3 separate regions of the Zea mays genome follow, and regions 1 and 2 are each linked to region 3. Evidence: chromatin contacts called from public Hi-C data. All regions are on one chromosome and are shown on one strand. Each heading gives the region's core, a stretch centred on a gene start, on an enhancer-like site or on the middle of the called end of the contact. The rest is flanking DNA. Distances are from core to core; before and after follow the strand shown. Region 1 holds the start of LOC100282047 (xyloglucan endotransglucosylase/hydrolase protein 32). Region 2 holds the start of LOC100285875 (ATG1). Region 3 holds the start of LOC100282947 (DNA-binding protein HEXBP).

Region 1 (3,466 bases), core at 707-3,206, 160 kb after region 3:
ACATTTAAATATTGTTATAGAATTATCTCTACTCGTATTAATGAATGTAAATGACTTTGAATTACAAATGTACCTTCGGTCCTGCGGAAGGCAAAAGTACAAGCGTGATGCGAAAGCAAATGACAGGTTCACGTGAACAGTACAGAGGTACTGTTCATCTATTTATAGGCACAGATCGCAGCCTGTGACAAATTACAATTATGCCCCTTGCGAAAGTTTACAGCATTGACTCAGACCTATATGTATAAAAAGGTCATTCTATCTCTATGTCGGTTTAAAACGCCGAAGCTCCATGAAAAGGGACCTTCGGCCATCTCTTGGAGACGACTTCAGCCGAAGCTGCTTCTTCGTGTGAGACCTTCGGCGCACCGAAGCACGACCCCAACAATTCCATTCATAGAGCTTGAAGCCTTGAACAGCTACAAAAAAAAAACCGAAGCTGATCATTCGCCTTTATATATAGTAGTTCAGATTTCAGTTTATATGTGCAGTGCGTCACACAGTGTCCGAAACCGGCGCTTTGTGACGGAGCTCTGGCTCCAATGATTGATGCTCCTGTGCTGCCTGTGACGAAGAGGAAGGTGACAAGCAGCAACCATGCAGATGCATGCTTCGTCAACAGTCTAGCTTCAAGGACCTTGTCCTCGTCTTCAAGCTCAGCCGCTTTCGGCGCAGTCTATACCCCAGCATGAGTACAAATAATGCACCACCGAAGATTTAGTTTCTGCAAATCACATCTCTGAAATTTCGCGGCGCTATTGTTGAGATTATTGGCTAGCAAAATCGCCATCCGACTATTCAAATCTAGCTAGGTGATCAGCGGTGCGTTCTTTTCAGTTCGTCAACGAAGTGTGTGTCGGTTGCGATGGTGAAGGGCGGTCATGCAATGCATGTCTTAAATGCTGAAGAGAACGTATCTAATGTATAAAAAATTTTGGTATGCACATATTAAATCATCATTATTCATCTCAGATCTAACAATTAGCATATATGTTTGCTCGTTATATTTTATAAATAACATTTTCTACCACTATACCCCACAACTTCAGATAGTGTTCTTTGCAAAAAACTATTTAGTAACTAGAGGCGTAAGACCTGATTATTAAATATATACACCTGATATGTAATTCACAGTGCTGAAAGGATGATAAGGTTTATTTTTTTAAAAAAAAATTGTCCTTGGACAGATGATTAAACTTTTGTCGAATTGGTGTGCAAGTTGCTAGTAATTTACTAGTGCGGTGCGGCCGAAATGATGTGGATCTATTTGTTTCGGCTTCTGGTTGGATTCTCGCCGTTATAATCGGCTCGGGTAGTCTACGTTTCGCTTCTCAGTCCGCTTCAGTGAAAATCATCCAAATCAATATGAATGTAAAATCCATTGAGTCGTCACGACGGAAGAAATTCGCCTATTTATAAATTCTAGACCATGTAGACTCTTTCATGTTCCTTCGCAACGTAAGTTCCCAATATCCAGATTCTAGTAATAGAACTGTCCCAAACAGACCCTGTATATGCCTGAATATAGCATCGCAGGAAAGAACCTATTTTACTTGGATCAAAAGGAAGGAGCGGTAAAATTAGCTTGGTTTATTCTTTGCTGTTTGTGGGGGACAGTAAGCCGAAAGTGTGGTGGAATACTTGGCCGCCATTATTGGAAGAATAAGCAAGAAACATGTCGCATTTTGCAGCAAAATTCCGCTGCTGCATCATTGGATGCTTGGATTTCAGCACGGACTAAACAGTGTACGGCGCAAATTTTACTGTTGCATTTACTTTTGGGGCCGAAACCATGTCCACTCTTAGTAGCTAGTACACTTCACTTGCTCATCCTGGGCCCCAAGCCTCCAAAGTTCGTCCCCATCAACATGTTCCTACTCTGCAGGACCAACACCTCACAACAGGCCTGATGGCATTCTCACCTCCTATAAAACGTCTTGCAGAACTGGACACGTTCAATATATCAACACGGTCACCAAGTCCTCTCCGGATGGCAAGGCCTTGTGACCTTCCGCCGGTGCGGCAAGCAGCGGCTCTTCTCCTGGCATGCGCGCTTGCTCTGCTCGCGGTGCAGCTGCGGCCGTGCAGAGCCCAGCAGCAGCAGCAGCCTCCGTCGCCGGGATACTACCCCAGCGGCATGTTCAGGCCGCTGGGCTTCTCCGAGGCCTACCGCACCCTGTGGGGCGCGCAGCACCAGACGCTGTCGCCGGACGGCAAGTCCCTGACGCTCTGGATGGACAGCAGCTCGGGCAGCGGGTTCAAGTCTGCGCGGGCGTACCGGAACGGCTACTTCGGCGCGTCCGTCAGGGTGCAGCCGGGGTACACCGCCGGCGTCAACACCGCCTTCTACGTGAGTGCATGAGAGTATATATATATTACCTCTATATAAGAGAATGCAGTAGATTCAGTGCCTGGCCGTTGCTGCCGATGCAGCTGTCGAACAGCGAGGAGTACCCGGGGCACCACGACGAGATCGACATGGAGCTGCTGGGGACGGTGCCGGGGGAGCCGTACACGCTGCAGACCAACGTGTACGTGCGCGGCAGCGGCGACGGCACCATCGTCGGCCGGGAGATGCGGTTCCACCTCTGGTTCGACCCCACCGCCGACTTCCACCACTACGCCATCATCTGGAACCCCGACCAGATCCTGTGAGTCTCTCCGTGTCCCTTCCCCCGGCCCCCTGCGCGCCATTAGCTGCCTGCCTGCCCGGTCGATCACTCACATCACATGGCATGAGCTGCGCCTGCGTGCAGGTTCCTGGTGGACGACGTGCCCGTCAGGCGGTACGAGAGGAAGGCGGAGGCCACGTTCCCTGACCGGGAGATGTGGGCGTACGGCTCCATCTGGGACGCCTCCGACTGGGCCACCGACGGCGGCCGCTACCGCGCCGACTACCGGTACCAGCCGTTCGTGTCGCGGTTCGCCGGCCTCAGGGTCGGCGGGTGCGCCGCGGACGCGTCCGCGGACTGCCAGCCAGTGCCGGCGTCTCCGGCGGCGCCGGGGACGGCGGCGATCAGCGCGCAGCAGGAGGCCGCCATGCGGTGGGCGCAGCGGAACTCCATGGTGTATTACTACTGCCTCGACTCAACCAGGGACCGCGCGCTCTACCCCGAGTGCTGAGACGCTGCGCTGCGCTATACCTACAGACTACAGTGGCGAGCTGAGGGTGTCAGAGCTATATGGAACCGCGAGCACCTCGCATTCGCAACACAAACGTATATTTGAATATTACAACTTGGAAGATGAAAGACGATCCAATCTGATATAGAATTATCATTGTCAGGTTGTGTTCTGAAAACAAAAATGAAATTATAATTCCATCGAGAGAATATCGAGGTACAGGGAGAACGGGTGAATGTCTGACGTTACGTGTTATAAAGTGATGTGCAATGATGACTACAAACTAAAAATATCAGTGGATGAGCATAGCAGGAAGCATCAAAGGTGTGACAGATTGCTACCC
Region 2 (3,481 bases), core at 902-3,401, 240 kb after region 3:
CATCACCCTACCCTGAGCTGGCTCGGGCCACGGGGAACAAGACCGGCGTCCCATCTGGCTCGCTCCGCCAGATAGGCAATGATGGCGCCCCGCATACTCTGTGACGACGGCGGCTCTCAGGCCCCTTACGGAAGCAAGAGGACGTCAGCAAGGACTCAACAGCTCCGACAGCTGTCCCTCCGCCAGGCTCCAGCACTCCTTCGACGGCCACGACATCACACCAGCTGGGTGCCAAAATCTCTCCGGCTGCCACGACGACATGTACTTAGGGCGCTAGCTCTCCTCCGCTAGACACGTAGCACTTTGCTATACCCCCCATTGTACACCTGGATCCTCTCCTTACGCCTATAAAAGGAAGGACCAGGGCCCTCTTAGAGAAGGTTGGCCGCGCGGGGACGAGGACGAGACAGGCGCTCGCGTGAGGCCGCTCGCTCCCTCTCCCGCGTGGACGCTTGTAACCCCCTACTGCAAGCGCACCCGACCTGGGCGCGGGACGAACACGAAGACCGCGGGATTTCCACCTCTCTCACGCCCATCTCCGGCCACCTCACTTCCCCCTTTGCGCTCGGCCTCGCGTCGACCCATCTGGGCTGGGGCACGCGGCGACATTCACTCGTCGGCTTAGGGACCCCCCGGTCTCGGAACGCCGACATTAATGTACAGTGATAATTTTTAAAGGGGTAATTGTGATTATATCATTCTCTGACCTTGTAATTGTGATTTTACCTCTTATTTTTCAACTTTGTGATTTTACCCCTCTATTTTAAAAACGAAGCTACTGTTTGCCCCTCCCCTTAATACCGTTAGTGAAAATCAGAATTAATGGTTAAAAAATAAAAATTAGAGGTAAAATCACAATTTCAAGGTGGGAGAAGAGTATAATCACAATTAACCATGAAAATTTCATTATTTTCAGTATTAATTATGATTATACCCTTTTCTCACCTTGCAATTTTGATTTTACCTTTTGATTTTTTAGTTTTTAATCACTAATTCTGATTTTCACAAACGGTGATACGGGAGGGGCAAACGACACCTTCGTTTTTTAAACGGAGGGGTAAAATCACAAAGTTGAAAAATAAGAGGTAAAATCGCAATTACAATATCGGAGAAGGGTATAACACAATTGTCCCTTTTTTCAATATCCAAGAGTTACAAGAGAACAAATAGAAATGTAATAGACTTGTTCATACCCAGTTCTAAATAGTAGAAAGGCAATGTATACTTTTGGTATCTTGCAGAGCATAGGTCGAAGAATTACCGATAGATCATATTGAAGAACAACATTGTTGGTGGCCACGCTGGGATATACCACAGAAAGCTAAGAAACTCTAATTAGGCAAAGGTCTAAGAACAAGCGACGGATCTGAGGCGAGGGGCCGGAGGCTCCAGCCCCCTGCAGAAATGGAACTCCATTAAATATAGAGGTGAAAGATAGAGGAGGAAGAAGAAGAAGAGAGAAATTAACCCCTCATTCAGAAAAGAGGTGGAGGGTAAGGAAGAAAGAAGAATAAGAGAGAAAAATAACTCTTATTTCTAGTTTATGTTGCCTCCACCTATAGCCGCTATGAAATCAGCCCCTTCTTTACTCTAATCCTGGATCCGCCACAACTAAGAACTCTAAGAAAAAGGCCTAGTAACCGGAAAGGTGTTGATCATCCGGACTATTACTTTTCCTAAATCTAAATATCATTTAAATTATATAAAAACTAGCAAATATTGTTAATCTAAATAACCATATTAAGTATTAGACATCAAAATTTTGTTGTAAATTGGACTTGGTCTATTTTCTTTTCAAATTTAGATTTTATTGGTTCTTTGTACCTTTTGTTGCTGGCATGTCATGCCATGCCCTTTAGATTCGTGCTAGAGATAGAGATGGTAAAACAGTTCATGTCCCTCTCTGTACAAATGTAGACAGTAAAATGGTGATTTAACATGACACATCAACGAAAATAATAACATATCTTAGTTACTGTTTTTTTACAATAGTATAATTGACATGATAAAATTGCTAAAGGAAATAGGTGACCTTCAAGCATTCTCCCGCAGTTCTCTTATTTTATTTTCAAAATTCACCCTACAAACAATACCATATCTACGTTGCAAAATTACACAGCCTTAAATATCCACGAGTCCAAGCTCGGCACCGCCAACGCCGGAGTGCGCCATGCCGCGCGCAACAAGCCGACCGGCAGTCGACCGCCGCGCCCAGGCCTTTCCCCTTCCGGCACAAGTCCAACCGGATCCGACCCCATGGCCTTCTCGCGCCTCATCCCCTCTAGAAGTCGCCTCCTCTCCAGCCTCCTCCACGCAACGGGACCCATCCCCACCCCGCGCACGGCGGCGGCCGCCGCCACCCCCACCCCGCTCGGCCCCTTCCTCCGCAACTTCGCCTCCGCCACGCGGCGGGCGGGGCCCTCCTCCCGTCCCCGCACCGCGGACATCGGCGCCCGCGCGCGGCAGTTGCAGACTCGCCGCCTCTGGTCCTACGGACTCGCCTTCGCCTGCACGGCCGGCTTCGTAGTCACCGTGCTCGCCACGTTCCAGGACCAGCTCGTCTTCTACGTCACGCCCACCGACGCGCTGTCCAAATTCACCGCCGACCCCTCCAAGTCCCGCGTCCGCCTAGGCGGCCTCGTCCTCGAGGGCTCCGTTGCGCACCCCTCGTCGTCCTCCCCCGAGATCGAGTTCGTCGTCACGGACCTCATTACCGACGTGCTCGTCCGGTACGAGGGCGCGCTGCCTGACCTCTTCCGCGAGGGTCACTCCGTCGTCGTCGAGGGCCTCCTCAAGCCCTACACCGACGACCTCCGACGCGACGACGGGAGGAAGGTGACCGAGAAGGCGCGGGAGTGCGCGTGCTTCTTGCGCGGCACCGAGGTGCTCGCCAAGCACGACGAGAAGTACATGCCCAAGGAGGTCGGCGAGGCGCTCGAGCGAAACAAGAAGCGCCTCGAGGCTGAGGCTGAGGCGGCCGCCGCTCAAGGGTCCAATGTGGCTGCAGCGGCGGAGGGAGCAAAGGCAAGCTCGTAAGATTTTGCCCGCCTTCTGGTTTGAGATCTACTGGATCGTGAGTACGAGGCATCAGGCATAGGTGGATTGGATTTGATTTCATTCTGCGCTGGGGGATATCCGCAGCGTGATTGACTTTAACTCTAGGCTGATGTGATTGATGAGCTGGGGATCGGGTAATTTTTGTTAGGGGAATGCTGACAAATGTTGGTTGAACACAGTATACATACTTGTTTTCAAGTAATACTATTGGTATACTCCTTCCACTGAGTGATACTATAGGTTTACTAGATTATAAGCTTGAGCTCTAGGTGGATTTGAATTTGTTTTCACACCAGAACTGGGGATATCTGTGGCATGATTCGATTTAAGCTATTGTGATTGTAGTACATTTGGCCAGGGGATAAAGCATTTTTTGTTACGGGCTGCATGAACAGGCTCTATGCATTGTTTTTCAAGCATTACT
Region 3 (3,123 bases), core at 297-2,796:
TGGCCATACTTCACTAGTTCACTGCAGAATAGAGTATTATATCAGTATCATTGGTATGCATTATATAATTTTATCTGGTCGTTACTAGCTTACTGCTACAGTGCTACTCTCATTTGTTCTTGGTTAACCTATCTGACTGAGTTCTTGCTCTGCTAAATTGTTCAGAAAATCGTTACTCTATGTCTATTCTACATTTTTCCGAGTACTAGTTATTTTCATGCTGTACTAGTATATTATTTTTAAAATGTATGGTGATCAGATTAATTTGAGGTTTTTCCCTGTGATATTAAGTCCATTTTATTTGGATAAATATCCTAGTGTCTAGTGCTACTGCTAAATTGATACTTTCAGAGTTTTTGTAATTTAGTAATTCTCAATTTTAGCAGAAATTTTCCGTGGACAGTATTCTGGAAGAACTTAACACAGAGCTATTTATCCATATATGTTCAGCGGTCAAGCAAAACTTTGTTTTTCACTTTTCCGAGTACAAGGAAAAAAACATGTTTTCATCCAGCATTCTTTTTTTATGTACTGATATAGCACCGATTAAATTTTCTATTTGAGGAGGACTGATTTAATATTGCTTAGGCCCCAAAACGAAATCGTCTTGAAATCCTTTATTGTTAGTATCTCAATAGTGGTGTGCTCTTTGCAAAACGCAATTCGTGAAGTTTTCAGTGATCATTATTTTTACTCTAACAAATGCTTTATTTATCTTCGTTTTTGCAGTTCAGTGTTCCTTAGTGACCACTTTTGATGGATTCATTTGTGCTCTCAGTCTCTCACAGTGCAGATGCTGCTTCATAGCCCACCTCTCAGCTTCAGCGGGAGAGCAAGTTTGGTATATTGACCAAGTTACTGAGTGTTGGGCCTAACTAGACACAAATTTCTAGTGTATTACTGAGTCAAAGTTGTCTCTGTATACGTGATACTCGCTCAGTATCTTATTATGCAAGAGAAATAATATATCTTGTTTACTACACTGATTTTATCATGTACATAGTCAAATGGTCTAAAACTTGCCTCAGCCATGAGCCAAATATTGAAATACATGCAAATCCATAACAATCGAAACCTATCCCAAATTGGCAATCAAACAAAATGGATTATGTCCTTCCAGGCAGGAGGGGTTTGGGTGGTGGGAGAGGGATCGCCCAACCCCCCTCTGGATTGATTCTCCTGTAGAATGTATTGTATTTGTACCCCTAACTTGTTTAACAAAACCTAGAGAGACATGGTACACAAGATATTTTTTGCAAAAAGTTCGAAGTTTTCAGGCACCGAATAGACAAATGCATTCAGATTTAAGTTAGGGTTTAGGTGCTCCGTTTCACACAGCGGGAACGGAAGAGAAGGGTAAGAATACCTGGCGGGTGCTCGTCGCCCGGCGAATAGACTGACGAAGATGAAGGGCCCGTCCCTCGGGACCTGGCGTAGCCGCCTAGGGCGTCGGCGTCGGGGGGTGAGGGTGAGGGGGCGGGGGCGGTACTCCACACAGTCGTCGCAACGAGAGAGAGAACGAGGGGGACGGGGTGAACGGAATGGATTCGGGACGGGGCATGCGGCGGTAGCCCAGTCCGAGGGTTCGGCTCGGCCGACGGACACGGAGAGCTCACCACGGCCCACGGGCCTTGTCCTGGGCCGTTTCGCGTTTTCTTTTTTAGCAATTTCTCTTTTTCTGATCTCTTTTTAATTTCTATTCTTCTTGATTCTGTGTTTATTATCTTAGTATGACATTTCAAAATGTTCCAGTGTCTAGTGATACATTGGTTTCAAATAAAACAAACAAAAAATATATTTAATAGTGCATTATAAATAAGCAAACGGAACATTTTTATTTTATATTTATTAAGGTTGAACCTTTTATCAAATCTCGAAAACATTTTCGATTGAATGTAGAAAAGGTTTATCCGTAACTAGAAATAGTATTTTGTGCTTGATAATTTACAAGTTAATGACTAATATTACCTTCGTTTTCGAATATTTGTCTCGCTAGTTTATTTTTGAACTAAACGACGACAAATAAAAAAACGGAGAGAGTACTTCGGTACTAAATATGGAACGGCGGGTTCCCGTAAAACAAGAATATAGTTATGGTAATTACCACATATAGACTTTTTTGAGTGGTTACTTTAGAATATGAATGATTATGACTCCACTTAACTCGAGCTTGATTCATCGCACTTAGCTTCATGACATTAATATGAATGATTATGACTCCACTTAACTCGAGCTTGATTCATCGCACTTAGCTTCATGACATTATCTTATATTCTTCATATGTGAGCCAAATCTTTGAATACTTAAACCAACTCTTCACACATTCGGATGGTCATAGAATGTTTCCATCTTTTGTCTCTTGGTTTGAAGTCTGCAAAGGAAGCTAATCTTGCTTGTTGTCGAAGTACGAATTGATACTAACCACATCTGTATTTTGTCTTTTCACCGAAGATTGTGCATTTTACAGTTGATGCCTGGTTGTATTAGGCAGGCTGTCAGGGGTTGCATCCAGTTAGCTAGGAGTGCTTGTTTGGTTTCATGTGTAAAATTTCCTACATAGCACGATGCCTTGTTTGTTTGGTTCCCTGCATAACAGAATGTGGTCTACTATTGTACAGTGGTGGTGAGTTTACCAACCACAAGTCGTTCAAGGTTCAAAACACAAGCAAGTATTATTTCACCACATGGATGATCATGTTAATAGTGGCACAATTAATCATACACAAAGCAGACTTCTCTTGATTACTAGTGCCATAATTGTTCTACAACAATAAGTACTTATTTCTAATTAAAAGTGACATACAAGGCCTCACTTAATGTTCGCACCCTCACTTAATTAAAAAGGGACATGTATAGTGAGGTGTGGTTACATCAGTAAATAAAGGAGCAAAAGAATGACACTATGACAGTACTCTGAACAATGATAACTATATCCTTCCAACTACACAAACCATCTCTTGATTACTAGGCGGTGTAGCAACATGCTTGTAGTAATGTTTTCCAAGTTCATCACTTCGACTATGCATATATGAATTGAATGCAATTCTTGCTTCATGCTCACTAGCATACTTTAGGAATGCGGCCTTCCATAACCCACATTTTGGTCATTACAAGTGGCCCAAT

Evidence for each region. Hi-C and Micro-C count contacts between places; a contact is called where the count stands out from the background.
Region 1: a contact with region 3 is called in a Hi-C map of ear, with 7 times the contacts expected there. The contact joins the promoter of LOC100282047 here to the promoter of LOC100282947 in region 3. A contact is called at or near these places in 2 of 25 Hi-C or Micro-C datasets (ear and tassel).
Region 2: a contact with region 3 is called in a Hi-C map of tassel, with 2.9 times the contacts expected there. The contact joins the promoter of LOC100285875 here to the promoter of LOC100282947 in region 3. A contact is called at or near these places in 3 of 25 Hi-C or Micro-C datasets (ear, leaf and tassel).

What each region holds. Positions count from the first base shown.
Region 1 is chr1:87,382,999-87,386,464 of Zm-B73-REFERENCE-NAM-5.0, forward strand. LOC100282047 (xyloglucan endotransglucosylase/hydrolase protein 32) reads left to right here and starts at 1,957. Exons shown (of 3, transcript NM_001154960.2): 1 at 1,957-2,350; 2 at 2,434-2,651; 3 at 2,757-3,365. The coding sequence starts at 1,991. The coding sequence ends at 3,123.
Region 2 is chr1:87,458,347-87,461,827 of Zm-B73-REFERENCE-NAM-5.0, forward strand. It overlaps LOC100285875 (ATG1), which reads left to right and starts at 2,152. Exons shown (of 1, transcript NM_001158765.2): 1 at 2,152-3,347. The coding sequence starts at 2,257. The coding sequence ends at 3,036.
Region 3 is chr1:87,219,047-87,222,169 of Zm-B73-REFERENCE-NAM-5.0, forward strand. It overlaps LOC100282947 (DNA-binding protein HEXBP), which reads right to left and starts at 1,547. Exons shown (of 4, transcript NM_001155852.1): 1 at 1,367-1,547.